Regions from separate parts of the Gossypium hirsutum genome. Here all the other regions are linked to region 2. The links are chromatin contacts, called in public Hi-C maps. All regions are on one chromosome and are shown on one strand. Each heading gives the region's core, a stretch centred on a gene start, on an enhancer-like site or on the middle of the called end of the contact. The rest is flanking DNA. Distances are from core to core; before and after follow the strand shown. Region 1 has its middle 47 kb from the start of LOC121206841. Region 2 holds the start of LOC107888834 (ACT domain-containing protein ACR6). Region 3 holds the start of LOC107888838 (membrane-anchored ubiquitin-fold protein 4).

The links. A called contact is a pair of places that touch in the nucleus more often than the background predicts.
Region 1: a Hi-C map of leaf shows a contact between it and region 2, with 2.8 times the contacts expected there. The contact joins the enhancer-like site here to the promoter of LOC107888834 in region 2. A contact is called at or near these places in 2 of 34 Hi-C or Micro-C datasets (both in leaf).
Region 3: a contact with region 2 is called in a Hi-C map of leaf, with 3 times the contacts expected there. The contact joins the promoter of LOC107888838 here to the promoter of LOC107888834 in region 2. A contact is called at or near these places in 3 of 34 Hi-C or Micro-C datasets (callus, hypocotyl and leaf).

Annotation. Positions count from the first base shown.
Region 1 is chrA09:32,736,869-32,740,343 of Gossypium_hirsutum_v2.1, reverse strand. No RefSeq gene overlaps it. Among protein-coding and RNA genes, the nearest start is that of LOC121206841, 47 kb to the right of the region's middle. Within about 2 kb of position 1,628, at least 4 of the 9 cell types and tissues checked have an H3K27ac peak or open chromatin away from gene starts, as enhancers often do. A contact at or near this core is called in leaf, where this site is marked.
Region 2 is chrA09:31,856,623-31,860,013 of Gossypium_hirsutum_v2.1, reverse strand. It overlaps LOC107888834 (ACT domain-containing protein ACR6), which reads left to right and starts at 1,836. Exons shown (of 7, transcript XM_016813068.2): 1 at 1,836-2,191; 2 at 2,413-2,458; 3 at 2,540-2,654; 4 at 2,737-2,804; 5 at 2,892-3,391. The coding sequence starts at 2,145.
Region 3 is chrA09:31,334,661-31,338,257 of Gossypium_hirsutum_v2.1, reverse strand. LOC107888838 (membrane-anchored ubiquitin-fold protein 4) reads right to left here and starts at 2,025. Exons shown (of 3, transcript XM_016813080.2): 1 at 462-2,025. The coding sequence starts at 591.

The sequences.
Region 1 (3,475 bases), core at 379-2,878, 880 kb before region 2:
ATTATATGTAAAAAAAAACAAAATAGATTCAGATAATAAATATTTAAAAATTAATATTTGTATTCATTTTAAATTAATTGTAGAGACTAATTCAAATATTTAAATTTAAATATTTTCTGAATCTTCAACCAACATATCAAATATCTACGAATTTGTACTATTTATTACTATCCTTATTACCTATCAGCTTCAGTGGTGACGAAAGAAAAAAAAAAGTACAAAGACAGTGTAGCTGAGCAAAAATTCGATGAAGAAACAAAGTAAATCAAGAGGCATGTGAATTTTGTAACCAATAACACATTTACCGCATGTTGGAGTACAGAGTCTTGTTTTGAATGCAAATAGATGTTATCAAATAGAAAGAAATTTAAGTAATTGCTATTCAAGTATACTCAGTTCAGTTAGTATTAATATTATTATTAATTAAAAATTACATAAATTAAGTGTATTAAAATATGTTTATCTTCTTATTTAAAGTTAAAAAAATTACGAATAATTTTAAATATTTATATAAAAAATTACTAATTCAAAGAAGAATGATAAGAGGTTTGTTTTAATTTTTTTTTAACCAAAGCAAAAATATGCTAAAAGAGGACATTTTAATTATTAAAAGAAGCTTCAAAGCTTCTTGTTGTAAAGCTTGAAACAGCTAAATTACATTACACCATATGTAATGTAGTGCAAATAGCTAATGAGTAACAAGGTCCTTGGAATTGATTGGGAAGTGCCTAAATTTTGGTGTGTACTTTTTCAATTATCTCCTTTTGGTATTCAAATGGGGTTTTTATTAAAATATTATAAAAAATAAAATAAAATATGAAAATAGTATATTTGAAAAATTATGTATTAAAATATAATATTTTAACTATTTTTAATAAAAAATTTTAATATTATGTACTAATTTTTAAAATTTTTGTTTTTGTTTTTTAACATATTATTGTCTTTTTAACAGAAATAATATTATTTTTTTTAACATATTGCTTAAAAAATTCATGGTAATTTTTTTTTAACTTAAATAGAATCGGAAGGAGTTTGGGAGTGTTGGTGCCACCTATGGCATAGGCTTCACTGGTACCACTTATGGCATAAGCTTCACTGGTGCTGCCTCTGCCAGAGGCTTCACCAGTGCAGCTTCTGGCTTGCCCTCCACAGTGTCACATCAATTTTTTATAGCAGATTTTATTTTTTTAAATATAATAGTATTTTTTTAATATTTTTTTGTGTTAGAGTAGGGTAGTACCGCCTATGTACTAGGTGTGACCACCTTAAATGTATCATTTTAATATATAATTTTGAAATATATTATTTTCGTATTTTATTTTATTTATTATAATATTTTAGTAAAAAAAACCCTTAATTGGGAAAAAAGAAAAGCAAAAGCTTTGAAAAGGAAAGGACATGATTAAAACGAATACTAACAAAGAAAGATCCAAACTTATCTCTTGGTGAGAAAAAAAAATAAAAAAAGTCTTTAAAAATTAAATTTGAAAAACCCACAAACAAAGCAAAGATCTTTTCCCATTTAATCAAATTGCTTGAATTCTTGTGAGACTGGTTTTCAAAGAGCGGGGCCTCCCTTTGTCTCCATGATGGGAAGCACATGTGACAAGCCATGCAATCACCAACGTACACATACCAACTCCAACTATAATTATCATCACAACACAAAGAATTGGTCTTCTCCACATCAAAGCAAAGGCTCTATGTAAGTTTTTATAAAGGGAAAGCAGTTGAAAAAGGATTAAATAAATTAATAAAGATATATAAATATATATTCTCATTACTTCAATGATTCATGCCAAACCCATCCTAAAGTTGCTTAATAATCAAGTTTGCAAGATTGATTAAAGGAAAAAAAAAAGGAGAAAAGTAAAGGATATGTATGTCTGTGTTTATGGATATCCCCACTATGGTGACCAAGTATTGCATGGATTGTTCGTCCAATGAAAAGTCAAAGAGTATAGTGTACTTTTAATTAAAGACCATTTCCCAAGTTTTTAATTTCCCATATAAATTGTATGTCATTATCATGGAGTGATTTAAGATAAAAAAAAAATACAAGTTAATCTCCATCATCAGCTATTGTTGTTGATTTTCAATAGTAAAATCGTCTCAATAATCGTGCCAACCTGCCAACTTTTGAATTTCTTAAGTGACAATTCTGTTGGCACCACCGTCAAATCTCTTTAATTTAATTTAAGTTTTTTAAAGATAAAAGTTTTAAGATTTTTATTTAGAGTTTTGAGTATCAGAATTTTATAAAAAATATTAATTATTTTAAAATTTATTAATAATAACTATATAAATTATAAGTGAAAAAAATTACTAAGGGTAAATCTTTAAAAAAAATGAATGGCTGGGATTTAACCATAAGTGTCAAAGTACTTGATAGACCAACCCTAAGTAATATATGTATATATTCAGTTCATTCATATACATATATAGGGATTCATGAAATGAAAATTTTATGCATTGAGCTCTTCGTCCCCATAATGAATTCTATTTTGGTCGATAAGAAACAAAAGTGGTTCGATTTTGTTTAACAAAAAAGGAAATGTAATTTTTAGATTTGATTAATGATAACTGCATGATTTGAACAAACTTGTGAAATACATATTGGAAAAAGAAGGGAAAAAGGAAAGCTGAAGAATTGTAATTTTTGAGTGAGTAGCGCACCAAACTGACAAGAAACATGAAAGACAAGCAATCCCACAGCAAACTGAATTAAATTAAATAAAAAATTGTTTTTAATTTAGGAATTAATTTAATGTAATTAAAAATATCTTTGGGCAATTCTACTCCAATAGCATTTACCATTACACCAAACTTATATATAACTAGTTGAAAATTCCACTCCATATTTGATATTAACTATTGTTACAAGGTTTTTCTTTTATGGGATAACGAGTGAGGCAAGGATAATTTAAGGATTTAAAGATAATTTTTTATCATTTTACTTGAGATTCATTACAACTATCAATGTTTTAATAATAAGAATAATTAAAGCGTAGGTTTTAGATTTTATAAATAAAATTAAGGAGTTGGTAAATATCCTAGAGTTATAATAAAATATTAAAAATAAATATTTAAAAAATATACGTGATATTTTTTAAGATTGTTTATAAAATTACATAGACTTCGGCTTTATCTAGGCAAATGAGAAATTTGGGTGGCCAAACGTTTATGGATTCATCCCTTGGTCCCAATGGAAAACAGTGAATTTTTTTTCTTCAAATCAAACTCATATAAACATCAGCAATTATTATTTGTAATAAATAAAATAATAAATTGACAATTAGATAGAAGAAATCTCAATTCTATTTCCAAAGTTTTAAGGGATTGTAGAATGTTAAGTCTTGTTTAGGGAAAATTATTGGGACATCTCTGTCATTGGAGAAAATTTTCAAGGGAGTCCCTGTCTTTTTCTCAAGCTGTCATTGGAATGGCATCCACTCAATCTAAAGGATTTAATTAC
Region 2 (3,391 bases), core at 587-3,086:
TTGACGAGTAGAAGAACATACATTAGATCCAAGTAGATCTAACGTTCAATGTTGGAGATTGGAGAAAAGCCTTGTTTGAATTTTGATTCGCAGATGAGTGACGTCTAAAGTTGTTTCATGAAAAAGAACTGAATTGTCGAAGAAAAGGGGAAAGAGAGTTTTCGATTGGTGCAAACAGTGCAAATAGAGAAAGCCATATAACATCAATTTTAACAGTCCGATGACTTGAATGAAAACTTTTAAATAATTTAATGATCAAATTATAACTTCTTTTAGTTTAATGGGCAAAACAAAGACTTATACATAGTTTAGTGACCAATAGTTTAGTTTATCTTAAAATTATCAAAATTTAAAATGAATGGACAAATTATCTTATTATGTTTATTTGGTTGGAATATAAGTTATGTTGTTTGGTTGGTGGAATATAAGATTGCATAAAAGCATATTATAAATATGCCATAGCTCCTCCCAACCCATAAATAAAAAGATAATGCGTTACAGCGCACCGAAACTTACATCTTCCTATATTGGCAACAATGCCAATGCCAATCAAGCTAAAACTCAATCAATATAGAATTTATCTTTAAGCTAAAACTCAATCAATATAGAATTTATCTGTTTATTGATGAAAGTTGAAAGTTAGAATATTTTATTTTATTAATAAATACATTTATGTAATAAATTAATTTCATATTTTTTCTAAAATAAATAAATTAAAATTGAAGAAGATAATAACATACTAAAGGTTCTCTTTTCATCAAAGTGATAGAGAAAAAAATGAAAAACAACACCTTTTTTTTTATTACTAAAAATTCATTTTTTATAATCTAAGGATAAATATAATCAAAATAATAAAAAAATTGGAAAATTTTTGTTTTAGTAAATTAAATGGTCTTTTGTTTTAATTTTTTCTTTTATTTTGCTTGTAATATATGTATTATAAGCATATTTTTACAAGTTAATTGCATTGTACATCGCTAAATTATAACTTGTATTTTAAAGTGATTCTCAAATTTTAGAACATTCTAATTACATCTCTAAACTATCAAAGTTATATCAATAAGGTCCTTACATTATTAAAATCATTAACTTAATTATTAAATGAGATGTCAAATTTTATGGCATAATTTAAAATGAAAATTTAAAAAAATGAAAATTATAAAAAAAAGGAAGATGTAAAAATATTAATTTTGAAGTTTTTTAAGCTCTTAAAATGTTATATTATTCACTCTCTTTTTTTAGTTTTTTTTTAAAGTTATGTAATAATGTTCTATTTTTTTTAATTTTCATTTTAAATTATACTATAAGATTTAGCATGTTTTTTAATAGTTAAACTAACAGTTTTAATAATTAAAGTACATGGTTAATATAACATCAATAATGTAAAGGTATAACTAGAACATTCTAAAGTTTAAGAGTCAATTTAAAAGTAGAGTAATAATTTGAGGATGCCTGACCTAATTAACTCTATTTTTACCATATAATTTAAAATAGTAGATCAAAATTAATACATTAATATAAATAATATTACTATCAAAATAGAGAAAACAAAGGTTGCTTAAAACACTGAGGCTAATAAAAAATAATAAGAAGATGAAGAAGAAAATGCCGCCGAAAACACGGGCAAAAAATCTCCGACCAAACTGTAATCACCACCTGCTTGTCACCCTCCCTATTGTGATCACCACAGTTAAATACTAGATAAATAAGGAAGGTCAAAAGTACAACATTCGTCAACACGCACGAGCCTGACTACGGGCAGCAATAACGACCTTCCAACCAATCATTTATTTACAGGTCCCCAATATATTACATTTTTGGACACCTCTTTTTCTAATTTATTTATAAGCTTTCAATTATTATGTTATCCGGCTAAGATCTTAATTTTTATAGTCCTACTATTTTTATTTTCCTAACTCGTGCTTTCCTTGAATATTGGTTTCGAAAGACCTATTTTTATTTTTATTTATTTTCAATTTTGTACAGAATCATACAAAAGGAATAATAAAAGTTGCCCTTTTGGACTTCTGAGTTCTGGGATTTCTGAGCTAATCAATTTCTTCTTTGAAAAAGTTTGGTTTTCTTCTTTGGTGCTTGTGTGGTTTTTCAGCTTGGAGAAATTTGGTTTTCTTTTTTCTTGAGAAATGGATGATGAATATGCTAAGCTTATCAGAAGGGTAAACCAACCCAGGTAATTTTTCCCCGCTTTTTCTTTGTGAGATTTTCGTTTGAATTTTTTGGTTAGATTTTTTTGAGTTCTCCCCCTCCCCCTTGCTGTTTTGGATGAAGAAATTGAAGAAGATTAGAGTTTGTTCATATATTTTTTCATAAAAAACTGAAGCAAATTTGGCATGTTGTATTCATGTCTCTTAATTGCTTTTAATTTGAGATGTATGGTTTTTGTTGTTGCAGAGTGGTGATTGACAATAATGCTTGTGAGGATGCCACAGTTATCCAGGTAAAAAGCTTAAGTAGCTTGAATTATGATATATGGGTAACTAGTTCCTTATATTTGGATATTGGGGAACTTTCTCTTCAGGTTGACAGTGTCAACAAACATGGGATTCTCCTGGAAGTAGTTCAAGTGCTTACTGATATGAATCTTACAATAAGAAAAGCATACATAGCATCTGATGGAGGATGGTTTATGGATGGTAAAACTTTTCTCTTAAAAACACTCTTCAATTTATACTCAACATACACTGATTTCTTTTAGTATTGTTTCTCATGTTTCAGTTTTCAATGTTGTTGACAATGATGGCAACAAAATCAGAGATAAAGAAATTATTGACTATATTCAAAGGGTAAGAAATAAGAACCTACCTCATGTTACTCTTTTGGCCTTTACAGATTTTTAACTATTTTTCACCTTAAATTTTAATTTTTTACAGAGAATCGAAACTAGTGCGGGCTTTGTATCATCACGGAGAGGCTCCGTAGGTGTAATGCCATCAGAAGAGCATACATCAATTGAACTTGCAGGGACTGATAGGCCTGGTTTATTATCTGAAGTATGTGCAGTCCTTGCGGACCTGCGTTGCAATGTTGTAAATGCCGAGATTTGGACCCATAACACCCGTGCTGCAGCTGTGGTTCATGTGACAGATGATTCGACAGGCTGTGCAATCACCGACCTGAAACGTCTCTTGATGATAAAGGACTTGCTTTGTAATGTTCTCAAAGGAAATGATGACTTGAAAACAGCAAAAACAATGCTTTCAGCTCCGGGTGTCATGCATAGGGAGCGAAGGTTGCATCAAATCATGTTTGCAGATAGGGACTACGAAAGGGTGGAAAGAACTGGAGTCAGGGCAGTCGAAGAGAGGAGCTCGAGACCCCAAGTTAATCTGTTGAATATTGAGAAAGATTACACTGTTATTACCATGAGGGC
Region 3 (3,597 bases), core at 776-3,275, 520 kb after region 2:
TTCCAAAGAGAACTCCATATTGGTTGCAATCTATTTGAAGACTAGTAAGCTACTAATTACCCAATTATAAGTTAAAGCTTGCCATCAATCTATGCCTATTTAACAGAGAAGTTTGTATTTGCTGCAAACAAGTGTTGGATTGAGTTTAACAGAGAGGGCAACCTACTATTTCTGAAAATTGCAAACTATAATAAATTCCATATAAGAACCCTTTTAAACAAGTAAACTATAATAAATGCCATATGTTGAAAATAACTTCAAAACGCCACCACATTATCTTGAAGCATCAATCAGTGAAACCCTAACTAAAAAACACAAATGTAAGGGGAACCAAGAAACCAATGAATGCATCCCAAGGACCCAACATTAAAAACAAAACACCCTTGAGTCATATGAAATAGAAATTAGGCTTTGGGGTAAACAGACACATAACTTTTGAAAGAGAAAATGGAAGAACAAACCTTTAGGCCATTCAGCAACAATTCTTTCCTTGAGCATAGCAATGGTTGAAGCAGGCGAGTATCGAAATGGACCCATATCTGATCCATCATACAACCGAAACTTAATCTCTACCACCTCCTCCTCCGGCATTTCAATTTCCAAAATTATCCACCAAAATCAAAACCCTTGCCTTCTTTTCCAAAAAAAAAAAAAAAAAACCTCTCAAGTTCACCACTACATACAATTTATTTTTATTCTCTGTTTGGGTTTCCCTAGAAAATGAAAGAAAAAGTAACAGATTCCAAAATCACACCTCACTCCACCCTAACTCTTGGGGTATTTTTCGTTGTAATTACATACATGAAACGATAAAAAGAGATTGAAATTTTAGAAAGAAAAAAAAAAACCTAAACCGACAACTAAAACTACAACAGGACTTTAAATATATATACCTTTCGAAAAAAAGTTGTTACAAAAAAGAAAAAAGATGAAATGAATTGCGGAGCTCTTTTCTCTTCTCTTGAGGGTGATATATATATACACGAGGGAGACTACAAAAGATTCAAAGAATTGGTTAAACTTTCAAGAGAACCCAGATTAGACCCGATCTTCACGCTTTCTCTTTTTTAATCTTTGAGTTGTTTATTTTTATGTTTCCATTTGCAAATGCAGAGGGGAGAGACATGGAGGTATCGTAAATAGTGAGTTAGGAGGGATGGATATTAGAGAGGGCGTGGCGTATTTTGGTTGGTGACTGGAAAAGAAAAAAGCTGAAAAAACATGGTAAATACAAGGACTAGGAAAGTCCCTTTGACCATAATTTAAGCTTCGAACATAAACGCGTGTCCCTTTTTATTATAACTAGACCAGCAAACGAGAGAAAGGGAGTCTCGAAGCAATCGTGAGAGAGATGGGTCACAGAAAACCTTACGAACGCTAAGTTATTAGTGCTCGTGAAGACTGGAAAAGTTTAAAGTCAAATGTTGTGGAAGCAATCCAGAGCCTTGAGTGCGGAGGTTGGTCGTCATTAGAGCTTTCAAGGATGAGCACGATGTGAAGCCGCAAGTGTTAAGGCTGGGTGTCGTGTCATAAGGCAAAGATCAATTGGGCAGCATGAGAGAATGTGAAAGCAAGTAGATTTGAAAAGAAGTCCAACCCCTCATATACAAAAGTGCAATGGAAAGAGTGCAGAGAGCGCCAACATCATGGAGGCAAAAGAACTGAGAGTGATGGTTTCTCCAAGTGCAGTAACGGTCAAGAAAAATTGAGCATAGAAGACTTGGCCTGAAGGCCTGAGGAGTCACTCACATAGAAGATGTCGATCGAGGGACCAAGTGCGGCATTCCCCTAGCAACAAGTGCACCATTAGATTGAGTAGGGGAGAATGTCAAGGGCACCCCCAAGTGCTACAGCAAGTCTAGAATGGTGCACACTCGATAAAAATAAGTTCACTCATAATGATTTTGAGATTAACCACGCTTTTATTTCACTTGTTTTACTTTTATTCACTCAATTTTTTAATATATTTAACAAGAGTCTATATACATCATATCAAACAATCTATTCTCTTTTCTCTCAAGAATAATTTGAAACAATCAAACTCTTTCTACTTAACCCTCAACATCCATGACCCAACATCCATTTCATAGTGCATTTTAAGATCAAGGACAAAGATGTTATAGTATTCCCAAAGGCCAATCATGAGATGGTTGTAATTACATACTTATTTTACCTTGTTTATTAATATAAGGCATTGTCATTATCATTTCAATTTTTTTCTATGTATATAAATAAATTGAATTGTAATAAATTCCTAAGAAAATATGATTATTGTTAAAGGTTATTTTGTCAAGTATTATTGTGGGTTTGGAAAACAATAATGCATTGAGACTAATGTGTAGTTGATTGATGACAAACTGTTGTCATTGATATAGGAATGTCAAAATCAATACAGAACAACATATTGGATTGACCTACTATGAGTATGTTTCTTGGATTATTTTTGTAACCCCTTAAACCCGGCTCAGATGTTATGGCTGAATCTTGAGAATCACATTGACCAAGTCATTGGCAAAGAAAACTCTTTTTCATATTTTCTTAAAAATCATTGTATTTAAAATGTCCTTTTATTTCGCTTGAAGAAAAAGAATCAAAATATCAATCTTACATCCCTTCTTTAAGAGTAATTTGTCGAAAATAATCTATTGTTAGAAAAGTTTGAGTATCATGATTTTGATTATAAAACATCATATTTAAAAAGAATGACGCAGCAGAAAATCTCTTTAACTAAAATTTGTTCATCATTTTGTAAAACGTAGATTAAATATATATATTTAAACCTTCAGTTACTTGGAGCACGTCATTTTGAGTTTTAAAAATAGAGTATCGAGTTTAACAAAATCACTATCTTTGAGTGGTTTTGTAACAGCTCATTTTTAGTGAAATCGGAACAGTGGTTTAGGGACCACAAATCCGAGCCAGAAAGAAAATTTTTTAAATATTATTGCACGGTCTGCATTATGATAGAAATGTCATATGAAAATTCTGATAAGAAAATTTTACCGATCATGTGTTTAATTAATGAAAGGACCAAATTGCATAGAATGCAAAAGTTGAGTTCTAGTAGCTAGAAGGATTAAATAGCTATGGAATTAAAAATTTGAGGTCCTTATATGATAATTAGACCATTAAAGAAAAGTTAGTAGATATTTTTGGTGATTCATCCATGGAAAAATTAGAAAAGACTAAGGACTAAATTAGAAATCAAAATAATTAAAGATGATAAATAATTAAATAGAAATATCATCTTATTTTATTATCATATTCATCCCCAAATTTCATGGGAGCCCTAGGAGAGAGAGAAGAAACTAATCAAGCTTAATTGGGTAAGTATTTCTGTCCCGTTTTTAGTAATTTTTATAATTTTGAGATCGGGATAGTTTAATCTATCTATTTTGAGGACTAATTTAAAAAGTTATCAAAGTAAAGATGGATGAATATGTTGAAAATTTGAAATTTATGGTAGAAAATGAAAAGTTACTGATAGATAAACAACTTTTACAAAGAGAATTTTTATGAAATCATGATTTAGGGACTACATTGAAAAGTGGAAAAATCCATGGAAAAATTCTGAGTTTTGTGAAATATAAGTACTAT